Linked DNA regions of Mus musculus: regions 2 and 3 are each linked to region 1. The links are chromatin contacts, called in public promoter capture Hi-C maps. All regions are on one chromosome and are shown on one strand. The core of a region is the stretch at or near the end of the contact, and the rest is flanking DNA. Distances in the headings are between cores, read along the strand shown.

Region 1 (3,815 bases), core at 477-2,976:
ACACACACTGAACCTGTTTAAGAAGGATTGAATGGGTGTATAACAGTGGAGTAAACACAGTCCATACTCTTGTCTCTGACACAGTATTCTAGACTTAGGTCAATAACCTGAGCTACAAGCTAGAGCAGATCCTGAGACTCCATGGTAAATGGACATGGTTTTGTTATGTTTTAGGGAGGGAGATGGAACAAGAGAGTAGCACTGAGTTGAACTGTCCTCCAAGCAAGAAGCTGACATGTGGCTGCAGCATGGTTGGCTCAGAAGTGGATTGTCAACTCGCTGAGACAAAGTAAGCCGTCTTCCTGTAATATGTCATTTACTTTATTTATGTATTTATTTATTAATTTGTGTTTGCATGCCTCTGTGTGTGTGTGTGTGTGTGTGTGTGTGTGTGAGTGTGTGTGTGTGTACACCAGTGTGCTGCAGCACCTGTGGTAGAGGCAGATGTAAATTACAGAAAGTCAGCTCTCTCCTTCCACTGTGTGTGTTTCAAGGATTGAACTCAGGTCCCCGGGCCTGTACCTGCCAAGGCATTTGCAGGCCACGGGCAGGGTCTCTTGTTTCTGCCACACTAAGAGGTCAGGCTAGCTGGTATGGAGTCTTCTTGCCGGCTTCAATATGGCACTTTGCTTTTATTGTGAGAATCAATAAATGGTTTTCTTTTTTTGTTGTATCTGTAGGTTGTATGGGTGGTGAATATCCAAGGACACAGCATTGGCTATGAGTTAAATCCAGTGTTTCTCAAACCTAGCTTCTGGTGCACTCAAGAAAACAGCTTTTCCAGTTTTACTTACCCTTTGCTTCCAATTAGTGTGTGTGTGTGTGTGTGTGTGTGTGTGTGTGTGTGTGTGTGTGTGCATGTTTGGAAGAAGAAGAGTAATTATGGCACAAATACAGGAGTCACATACGTCAGGTGTCAGTACTACCACTGAGCCAGGCTCCCAGCCCTTCACTGGGGGATTCTAGGCAGGTTGTGGTTTGACTGAGAATGCCCCCATAGCTCATATATTTGAATGCTTAGTCTTCAGGGAGTGGAACTCCTTGAAAGGATTTAAAAGGTGAGCAGGCGTGGCCTTCTTGGAAAAAGTCTATCACTGGGTATGAGCATCAAGATTTTAAAAGCACATGTGAGTCCATTTCTCTTTCTCTGCCTCTCTGCATATGGATCAGGATCTAAGTCTCAGCTACTTCTTCAGCATCATGCCTGCCTGCTGCCATGTTCCTGCTCTGATAAAGGACTAAACCTCTGAAAGTGTAAGCCAGCCCCCAGTTAAATGCTTCCTTTGGTAAGAGTTGCTTGGACTTGTGGTATCTCTTCAAAGCAATAGAACAGTGACCAAGACAGGAGTTGGTACCAGGGACTGGAGTATTGCTGTGACAAGCCTGACCATGCTGTTTGTTGAAGGAATATGGAAGACTTTAGGACTTTCCACTACAAAATTATTAAGTGCTTTTTGATTAGTAGAGCTTAGTGGGTCATCCTAGGAGGAGAATGCAAGACAAGGGCAATTTGAGCTGGGGGTGGGGGGCAGCTCAAGAAGTTTCAGAGGCAAACAGTACATGGCCTAAACCATTCTAGTCATATACTGAGGAAAAAAAGTGGGTGATTTTTGTCCTCATCCTAAAAATCTGCCTGAAGCTAAGTTGATGAGTTTTGTATTACTGGCATAAGCAGGGGAGATTTCCAGACAGCCTTGTGTTGACTGTGTCTTGTGGTTATTAGCAGTCGCTCTCATGGAGATCCAGCATGAGGAGGAGCAAGCCAGACAGAAAGAACTATGCAGTGTGGAGTGTGAGGAGAAAAGAAGCACCGTGAAGGCTTAAGGAAAAGCCTGATTCTGAATGCTATAAAGGGAGTGCTGACCTCAGGGCAACACCCCACCCAGCGAAGCCTCCAGCCTGTGAGAAGGAAGAGGAAAAGCTTCAGCATGAGGGAGGCCATCAGTTCCAGCTTCAGCATGAGGGAGGCCATCAGTTCCAGCTTCAGCATGAGGGAGGCCATCAGTACAGCTTCAGCATGAGGGAGGCCATCAGTTCCAGCTTCAGCACGAGGAAGGCCATCAGTTCCAGAAAGATAGTGGACATAGAATCGGATGGGGCCAAGGTCCAGACCATCGAGCAGCAGAACATGCCAGCTTTGGCCACTTGGTTCTGGCTTTAGAGTCAAGGATACAAGAAACACTTGGTTCTGGCTTTAGAGTCAAGGATACAAGAAAAGGGTTCTTGAGCCTCCCTTAGTAATGAAGGAAATGCCCTGAAGGCAGTTGTAGTATAGGAGAGTTCCTGCATAGTGGCCAAGAGAGGGCATTGAGTGAAGCTGTGAACCTGGATTATGTCGGAGACCACAAGATGTTGAAGATGCCAGAACTATGGGATCCCAGCTGCAGAGAGCTGCAGACTGAGGTGAAACCAGCCTGAGAGAGACAAGTGTGTTACAGCCAACATAGCCGAAAGAGTAAAGCATCTGAAGAGTGCTTTGACATCAGCATGGAGATGCAGAGTTTGGCCTCCACCTTTGGTTTTTAGTCTTGCTATGGTCCAGTGTTTCCTCACTATACTGCCTTCCCATTAAGAAATGGTAAAGTATATTTTATGCCATAACACATTGGATTATGTGGTCTGCTTTTTGATTTTGATTTTACAGGGAATTACAATGAAGAGATTGTCATGAGTATCATAAAAGTTTGACATTTAGATTTTTAAAAAATATTGGGATTGCAATAGATGGTGGGGACTTTTGAAGTTGGGCTGAACGCATTTGGCATTATGATATGGGCAAAGGCTTATCGAGACAGGTAGCAGAGTGTGATGGTTTGACTAACAGTGGCCCCCATACATCTATGTATTTGAATGATTGGAAATAGCAGGGAGCCATGCTTTCTGCCATGTTAATGGACTAAGCCTCTGAAACAAGCTTTGATCATGGTGTCTCTTCATAGCAGTAGAATAGTGACCCAGACACCCTGTGCTCTACCATCACTCCCACAGCCTGTGACTGGAGGATTCTATTCAGGGACTCTGCCTCTGCTGCTGAATCAGGCTCCTATAGCTGAGCAGTTGAAGTTTTAGCTTTTATAATATAATATAAAATGAGACTTCAGTGTTCTTAAAAAGGACCCACAGCTGGGCATGGTGGTGCTTACCTCTTATCCCAGCACCCGGGAGCGAGAGACAAAGGGATCTCTCAGTTTGAGGCCAGCCTGATCTACAAACAGAATTCCAGGAGATCCAGGGCTACGCAGAGAAACTGCCTCGGGGAAAAAACAAAACAAAACAAAACAGAACAGAAATAAAAAAGTATCCATAGATGTCTTACATGGCATTTCAAAAATAAAGAAACCGAAAAGCACCCCCGGTGAGCGAGCTCCCAAAAAGCGATTTCTAAGGCTCACATGCCAGTTAAAAGAGCTTGGAACATATGGAGGCTTTAGTAGTCTGGGGAATGTAGTCCCGGAAAAAGCACAGAGCTAGGCGCTTCCGCTGACGCATTCTGGGAATTGTAGTTCCAGCGCCAGTGACGGCTGAGGTGACTTCCGCTGCCGCAAGGCCAGGCTCCCTGGCAGTACTTCTGATGAGGTGACATCCTGCAGCGTTCCGCGACCCTTCTGTGTGCTGGTGTTTCGGTGTGTCTTCTCGGGGACCGAGTCTGCATCTCCGGGGAGAAGAGGGGCACCGCTGGCGTCGGCCGGTCCTCTCTAGCTGGGCTCTGCTTGAGACGGCGCTGCCCAGGATTCCTGGACCCGTCTCAGCTGCTTGTGGAGCCCTGGAGAGAGTCTAGCTTCCCACGGGAGTCTGTCAGAGGAACGGTGATGGCA
Region 2 (3,815 bases), core at 611-3,110, about 19 Mb after region 1:
CAGTATTGTAGCTTTGGGGATCGGGATAAGGATTCAGTGTCGAGAGGCAGAGTCACGACGTAGCCAGAATACCATTGTCTTACTTTTCCTCAGCGGTGAGAAGGCAGTCACCCCTATGTAGGAGGGGTGGTGGTGGTGCTGGTGGTGGTGGCAATTCTGAAGGAGTTGGGCCGAGAGAGTTTGACTGCCATGGTTAGAAATGGGAGGGGCCAGGGGGCAGCTGACAGTGGGGATGTTTCTGACTCTTTTCTTCTGCTCTTGGGACTCTTCGCCTCCTGTTGCGTTCTCTTGCCCATCCTCCGTGGGCTTTTGCCTTGTCTCCTTGTATCTCTTTTTGTCCTGTTTGACTGTCCTCTCTTGGAGACCTACTCTACTCTGAAGAGGAGGAAGTGTGGGAGGGGAGATGAGGGAAGCTGGGAGACGTTGAGGGAGAGGAAACTGTGGTCGGGATAGATTGTATAAAGGAAGAATCTATTTTTAATAAAAAAAGAAAAGAGGAGGAGCAAGAAGCCCACGAAGGTGAAGCCAAAGGGAAGCTGGGCGTGGTTTGATAAGTCAGAGACAAGGGCAGTTCTGAGGGGTGGGCTTGGGTGCAGCTTCTACCTGGCCACGCTCACCTGACGGGTGGGCGTGGCCCAGGGTTGCTGCTGCTGATTGCCTTGGCCGTATACACTTCAAAGAATGCCTGGAAGCCAGAAGTCTTCTTCTCCTGGTCCTACTTTTTCGGATGGTTGGCTTTACCCTTCTTGTTTATTGCGGGTAACCAGCACGAGGGGAAGAGGGTGGAGACTACCCCTCTAGAGGACTCCCCTCCCCAGAAACTTCCCAGTCACCTATTCTTCCTAGCAAAGTCCACAATAACTTCCAGTGACTTCCCCGCCCCTGCACTCCAAGACACCCGATGGAAACGCCCTTGGAACCCCCATCCCTAGCTCCCAGGCAGGCCAGATCATCCGCCCCATAGCCCACCTTCCTTCCCCGGGCTCTGTACTCCCTTCCTGCCAGGCTTCTGCTTTCTGCTTGCCGACATGATCTTGCAGAGCACCGAAGCCATCAGCGGATTCCCGGTATGCCTATGAATGCGGCCTGCCTGGGGCAGAATAAAGGAATGGCTTTTAGCCTCGCCCCTGCGTGCTTTTCTGCGGAACGTAGAGACAGAAGCTTGGAGACTACAGAGACACGGATAAAGTGGCTTGTAGAGAGTTAAGGAGGTCAGAAGGAATGTGGGAGGGTAGGAACGGAGACTTGAACCCTGTAACGAGGTGTGTACCCTGGGGATTTGCAGATGCGGAAGCAGGGAGAGGGTGTAGGGACAAGCTGACACCGGGTAGTCCTAGCGGATGTAGGCGTAGAAGAAGGGGCGGGGACGAGCGCACCCGGGGAATGCACGGGGAGAGAATATGGGACTCGGGAGAGTCATAAAGCACGCAGTCGCGGGAGGAGGTGGGGATGAGCGGACACGGGAAAATCACAAGGAAGTAAAGTGTAGACGCAAGGATAAGGAGGGAATCTGCAGAAAGAATGCGGCGGCAAGCAAGTGAAGGAAGGCCTTGGGGGCGTAGGAAAAAAGGCACAGGGTGCGCGTGGGAACACAGACATGGGGGCTTGGAGTGCTGAGAAAGGAGGGATCTAGAAGTGAATTGCAGATCTGGGGACAACAGGAGTTACGAGGAGAGCATTAGGATAAATAAGCCCTCAGCAAACTTCACTCCTAGGAATGCCCTTTCCCCTACTTCTGTGCAACGCCCCCTCCACCCAGCGGTCCGCCGTGGACCCCGCCTCTCCCTGAATTCCGCTTCCTATTGGCTTTTTCTGAGTTGTGCGACGGTTGATTGGTCGGTGTTGCGGCGCGCAGGCGCAGAGACAGATACGGGGCGGAGTGTGTGACTATCTGGATTAGGAGCAACCTGACCCGGCCAGTGACTGCTGCAGGAAGATGGCGGAGCTGCGCGCGCTCGTGGCTGTCAAGAGGGTCATCGACTTCGCTGTGAAGGTGACTTTCCCCACCCCGACTAGGTCCCAGCACCCTGAGACCGCAGCTATGAACGTCCAAGAGCAGGAGCGTGCCCCACATAAGAGAACCTTTCAAAAGTCAATTTCTATTGCCCTTTGACCCGACGTCAGTCATACTTGGAGCAAAAATCAAGGGCTGTGAGATTTTGACAATCAGATCCTTCTGAGGTGACGACCCTTTTCCCCTCTCTCTCAGTCCCTTGATAACTGTGGGCTGGAGGAGTCATGGTCCCTATTTAACACGTGGAGAAACTGAGGCACAAAACTGGCACTTAGCAAGAGAGAATCAGAATAGAGAATTCTATGTGGGGCCTGCGGTTTCATCACTCATTACCTTGCAGGCTGCACTGTCTGCTCTAAATGTACAGCCACATGGAGAGCCATCTGGTTCCATGGGACTCAGAAAGCGCCTCACCCATATAGCCATGGGATGCTTGTCGACAGTTTTTTATTTAGGAAGGGAAGGAGACCTGTGCTTGCTGGAGAAGCAAGTTCAAAGGAGCCAGCTTAACTAAGACTTTGGAGTGTCCGTGAGCAGTCTGAGGGCAGCACCCCTGAGGCCCTGGGTTCTCCTCAGAGAGAAGCTGCTGTAGCCAGCATTGAATCAGACTGGGTTCCCAGGCCAGTCTCTCAATGCTTAGCCTAATCTGTACTGAAAAAAAGATGGTGGCAATTCATGTTTGTCTGTCCCCATTGTCCTGTGATCCCCCTTTGTGTCCTTCAAATTTCCTAGCATAAGGAAGATGCACCCAAGAGACCCTCTGAGATAGGTAAAAACGGGCTATATCATTTAATACCACCATCTACGTACCGCAGTTGAGGAATGAGACAAGAAGGATTCAGGAGACAGACTCAGACTTAATGTCCATGACCCAGACAGCACACATGGAAGTCGGCACAAAGCACCAGCAGATATAATTCCTGTACAGAGATTGATCCCTTTGTACAGCTTCTGTACTCTCAATCGAACAGGGTGGTTGAGGAAACCCAGGCCCGTGGAGGCCCTGTTACTTGCCAGATGCCTGCCCCCTGCCCCCAAGCTGGGTAAGCAGCAAGAATCAGGAGTCTGGGCAAGTCTGACTCTCTGCCTGTTTGCTAGAGAGAAAACGGGTTGGCTTGAGGTGGCTTCTAACAGCCTGTGACAGAGATGGTGCTTCCAGGTTTATTGAGATACATGTGGGTTTGTGGGCAACTCAACCACCATTAATTTGTTTGTTTATTTATTTATTTATTTGGGTGTGTGTGTGTTGATGGGAATTAAGCCCATGACCTTCCAAGTGCTAGGCCAGACCAGCACCACTGAGCTATAGCTCCAGTCTTTTTCCATTTTATTTTTAAAATTATTATTATTATTGACAAGGTATTTTTATTATAATTTAAATTTCTAAAATGATTTATTATTTATTTTTATTTTATGTGCATGGATGTTTTGCTTGCATGCATGCATGCGTGAAGGTGTCCAATACCCTGGGGCTAGTGTTTACAGACAGTTGTGAGCTACGATGTCCATAGCATAGGTCCCCTGGAAGTGCTCTTACCCACTGAGCCATCTCTCCAGTCTCCTCTAATTAGGCCTATGTGTGTGGATATGCACATAGAAGAAGTATAGGTGCCCCTGCAAGCTGGAGTAGAGCATTAGCAAACCCTGAAGCCAGTTATAGGTAATCGTGAGCTGCCTGATGGGTGTGTCAGGAACTGAACCTGGGTCCTTTAAAAGAGCACCAAGTGTTCTTAACTACTGAACTATCTCCCCAGCCCCTAGAGACAGTCTTATTTAGTCCAGGTTGGCCTGGAACTCACTA
Region 3 (3,815 bases), core at 374-2,873, about 11 Mb before region 1:
TCAGGAGTACCAGATCCGGTCTTTGAGGCCAGTGTCTGTCCCTAGGGAAGGAATAGTACAAGGCATGTGTAATAAGGACAGCCAGGGGCAGCGAATGCTGACTGAGTGCCATGCTGTGTCCTTTCATCCGAGACCTTCGCCATGAAGAGGACACCCGAGGGAACAGGCACTGACAGGCCAGCCACACCCCAGAGATCCGTGGGAACTCTATATGAGCCATGTGCTTTGTAGACCTCATTTCCGCCGGGCCTATATAGTGTCTGGTAGCTTACTCTGTTCTAAATACAGGCTGTTGCTTAAGCTTAGAAACATTTCTCTTCCCTACATCCTATTCTTTTCTATAGCTGCATCTCTACTTGCACCCAGACATCAGTACCACTGCTGCCTCCTCCTGGACTCCCAATAAGAGTCCCTGTGGACAGCCTTTTGCGGTGGAACAAACAAGTCCCTTAATGTTTTCTACCCAGTCTTGGACTTGGCCTCTCTCTCAGGCCCCAACATTCCTTTCCCAATGTGGTATCAAGGGGACAGCCCTACTCCACCCAATCCCCCATCTCAGCTTCTCTCAGGCCAACAGGTTTCCATATATCTCCAATACCAGAAGCCAACTCATCACATCCAACAGCGATACAAGTCTTCAGCTCTCTAGTTTAGTTGGTTGGGAGGTGACTGGGACTTCTGGGTACCCTTAAAGGCTCTCAACTCATTAGACCAACAGTCTGCAAGGGTACTACTTTTGCTGTGCCTATGTCAGCTATAGTTTCCTCACTTGTAAAAAGGACTGACTTCTCCCATGATACTTTCTGCAACTGGGACTTTGTGAAAATCTAAATTTACTATTGCAGTGGCATCAGCTTAGAGGCAGCTTGATTTCTGTGGGTTACACCTCTGCTCTTTAGGGTGCTAAGTCAACTCGAAACCCTGAGAGAAACTTGGAACAGCCATAAAGCAAGAAGAGGTTCCGGAAATACATTTCCCAGAAGTCTAAGTGAGCATCCTCGCTTTAGGGTGCCAATGTGTCCGGTCGCCGTGGCACCTGTGGCGATCAGCGCGGTAGCGCGTCAGCACAGGGCCGGTTTGCTGGGAGTTCCTGGACCCCCTACCGGCGCTCCGGGTCTAGCTAGACAGCTGGAATCCCAGAGTCCACTCTACCCAGACTCCTCCCTAGGCCTTGAGGTGAAGGGACTCCCAGCCTTCCTTCAATGCTCCGAGGGAGGCTGTGCCCTCGTGAACATGCGCACTCTCGTTCGCTTGCTCCATATCAAACTACATATCCCAGACTGCTTTGCGCGCAGCTCCAAGCCCTTCTGCCCTTCCCCCACCCCAGCCTCCGTTTCTACCCTTCTTCCCGTCCCTAGGGGATTGCGCTGGTTGCAATAATCAGCTCGCACTCCTGGACGTCTCTTCCCACACTCCCGGCCACGAATTCAGGCGTCAGGGCCCCGACGACGTGCACAATCCTCTCGGGGGGCAACGGATTCAAGCACCACCTTCCAGACTGCGCATGCCCCCACCACTTTTTTTTTTTTTTTTTTTTTTTAAATGTCAGTTCTCTACCGGCCTTCCAGGGATTTGCAGGGTTCTGCACCAATCACCGCTCTCACTAGGACGCCGTCTCCCCGTCTCCATGGCAACGACGGGTTCGAAAAAGAGCGTCCGCTGGGCTACCTGCGGAACCACTGAAAGAAAGGCTTAGCAAAATGCTTTCTGGGAGTCGTAGTTTGGAGGGTGCTGTGTGGGTGCGCAAACGCAGCACCACCGGATCTCTTTTGTATTTCTGCGCGGTGGGTAGGAGTGAGCGGGACTCCATGGTAACTAAGGGACCAAACCTGGTGGTATCCTAGGTAACGACCGCACTACTTGGTTTAAGAAAGGTCAGGATCTGTGGCGAAGCCAAGGGGAAGGGACAGGGACACAAATACCCAACGAGATGTCTATACAGGAAGGCAGAGATAGCCCCATACAGAGTCGGGGGAGAGGATGAGAGGGGTGGGAAAATTGTGAGGGGGAGACTGGATGCTAGGAGAGACTGAATATAAGTGAACACACATAGGTATGAATGAAAAGGGGGGAGGGTTAGTCATTAGAATCAGAGTTAGAACCTGAGTCATGTCAGAAAATTTAGGAAGAAGAGAGAAGCAGAAAGGGATTGGGATTAGGAAAGTGAGACATCGAAACTCTAGGGGCCAACCCAGAGTACAAAGGTAAGTGGGGAGAAATTAGAGATATAGTAAAGATGTTAATAGAGATACGGTAAAACGGACTGATAGGTTTCAAAGACTGAGGGATGGCAACAAAAAATTAGATGTGCGTGTGGGGGAAACATTTTCAGAGAAAACTCACACAAAAAATGACAACACACCAGAAAGAGGACGGGGACCAGTCCTCTAGTTTCCTAGCATCATTTACCAAACAATATTGCGACACCTGACTACTTAAACATTACCTCTCCTCCCCCATTTTTTAAATCTGTGATTGAAGTCGTAACACTATTCTGGTAGAAATTGACTTACAAGAAGCTGACAGGTAGCCGGGCGTGGTGGCGCACACCTTTAATCCCAGCACTTGAGAGGCAGAGGAAGGCGGATTTCTGAGTTCGAGGCCAGCCTGGTCTACAGAGTGAGTTCCAGGACAGCCAGGGCTATACAGAGAAATCCTGTCTTGGAAAACAAAACAAAACAAAACAAACAAACAAACAAAAAAAGAAGCTGACAGGTTGCAAATGAGTTCTGCCCAGCCATCACCTGGAAGGTAGCTAAATATCTCTTTATCCCTACACCTAACCTTTTGTTTTATTTCAGATTCATTTAGATTCATTTGTTGCATCTTCCTGAAACTACCTTTTGCTACCTTTCTGTTTTCCTTGAGGTAGTGGAAGCCAGATGCTGGGGTGAAAACCTAGCTCAGAGAGGTAGAAAAAGCACCCAGGTGACCTTCTTTCTCAGCTGAAGTTCCACCGCAAATCTCTCTCTCTGTCCCAAGAAACCTTCACATTGAATGTCCTCCCCCACTTCTACTTTCTGAATGTCTATCTGTCCTCTGGGTTCCCTTTCTCTCTCTCTCTCTCTCTCTCTCTCTCTCTCTCTCTCTCTCTCTCTCGCACGTGCGTGTGCATGTGCGTGTGCATGTGCGTGTGTATGTGTGTGTTTCTTAATATGTCTATGTTCAGTCTCTGTCAACTGGCTTCTTGTTCTGCTTCTTGACCTATGGTTGACTTTATTTAATCCTGTTTACAATACTCAAGCAGAAAGCTCTTGGATTAAAGGTGTGTGCTATGGCGGAACCACACCACAACTAAAAACAGTTTTTTTTTTAACCCCAATAAATAACACAACCTTGGGGTTTACAGTGTGATATCCTGCAACACATAAGTTTTTGACACATCCTTGAGAGTTGTGGTTCTAATCTAAAAATAATTTATTTTAGACAAGATTTCACTATGATATCCTGGAACTCTATGTAAACAGAGTACCCTCATACTTAAAGATCACCCTGCTCTTCCTTCCAAGGACCTGTGCTATGGCCACTGTGCCCAGTCTTTTGTTTTTGGTAATGTCTGGAGTAGCCTAGGTAGGCCTCTAGCTCACTGTATAGCTATTGAGCTTGAACACCAGACCCTTTTGCCTTTACCTCCCAGTTGTTGGGTGGTGACTGTTAACACCGGAAAAGGGAGAAATAAGAGAAAGCACTGAGCAGTGAACCAGCCTGAAGCTGGAGCCCCATTATAAAAACAATAAATCTTGTAGCATCAGGTCCAGCAAGCTGCAGTGGTTTGATTGCGCTTCAGTGGCTCCTGGGCAGCCCCGAGGGCCTGC

What was found. Promoter capture Hi-C pulls out the DNA fragments that hold promoters and counts their contacts.
Region 2: a contact with region 1 is called in a promoter capture Hi-C map of liver, with 2.9 times the contacts expected there. The contact joins the promoter of Etfb here to the promoter of Zfp235 in region 1. A contact is called at or near these places in 3 of 39 promoter capture datasets (cranial neural crest, frontonasal cranial neural crest and liver).
Region 3: a contact with region 1 is called in a promoter capture Hi-C map of cranial neural crest. The contact joins the promoter of Mzf1 here to the promoter of Zfp235 in region 1. A contact is called at or near these places in 2 of 39 promoter capture datasets (cranial neural crest and pre-B cells) and 1 of 484 Hi-C or Micro-C datasets (B cells).

The regions. Positions count from the first base shown.
Region 1 is chr7:24,130,646-24,134,460 of GRCm38.p6, forward strand. It overlaps Zfp235 (zinc finger protein 235), which reads left to right and starts at 1,727. Exons shown (of 5, transcript NM_019941.3): 1 at 1,727-2,578; 2 at 3,504-3,815.
Region 2 is chr7:43,442,212-43,446,026 of GRCm38.p6, forward strand. It overlaps Etfb (electron transferring flavoprotein, beta polypeptide), which reads left to right and starts at 1,861. Exons shown (of 6, transcript NM_026695.3): 1 at 1,861-1,993. The coding sequence starts at 1,937. Cldnd2 (claudin domain containing 2) reads left to right here. Exons shown (of 5, transcript NM_028849.1): 3 at 1-95; 4 at 640-759; 5 at 1,006-1,109. The coding sequence ends at 1,079.
Region 3 is chr7:13,053,141-13,056,955 of GRCm38.p6, forward strand. It overlaps Mzf1 (myeloid zinc finger 1), which reads right to left and starts at 1,624. Exons shown (of 6, transcript NM_145819.2): 1 at 1,341-1,624; 2 at 1-41. The coding sequence starts at 1.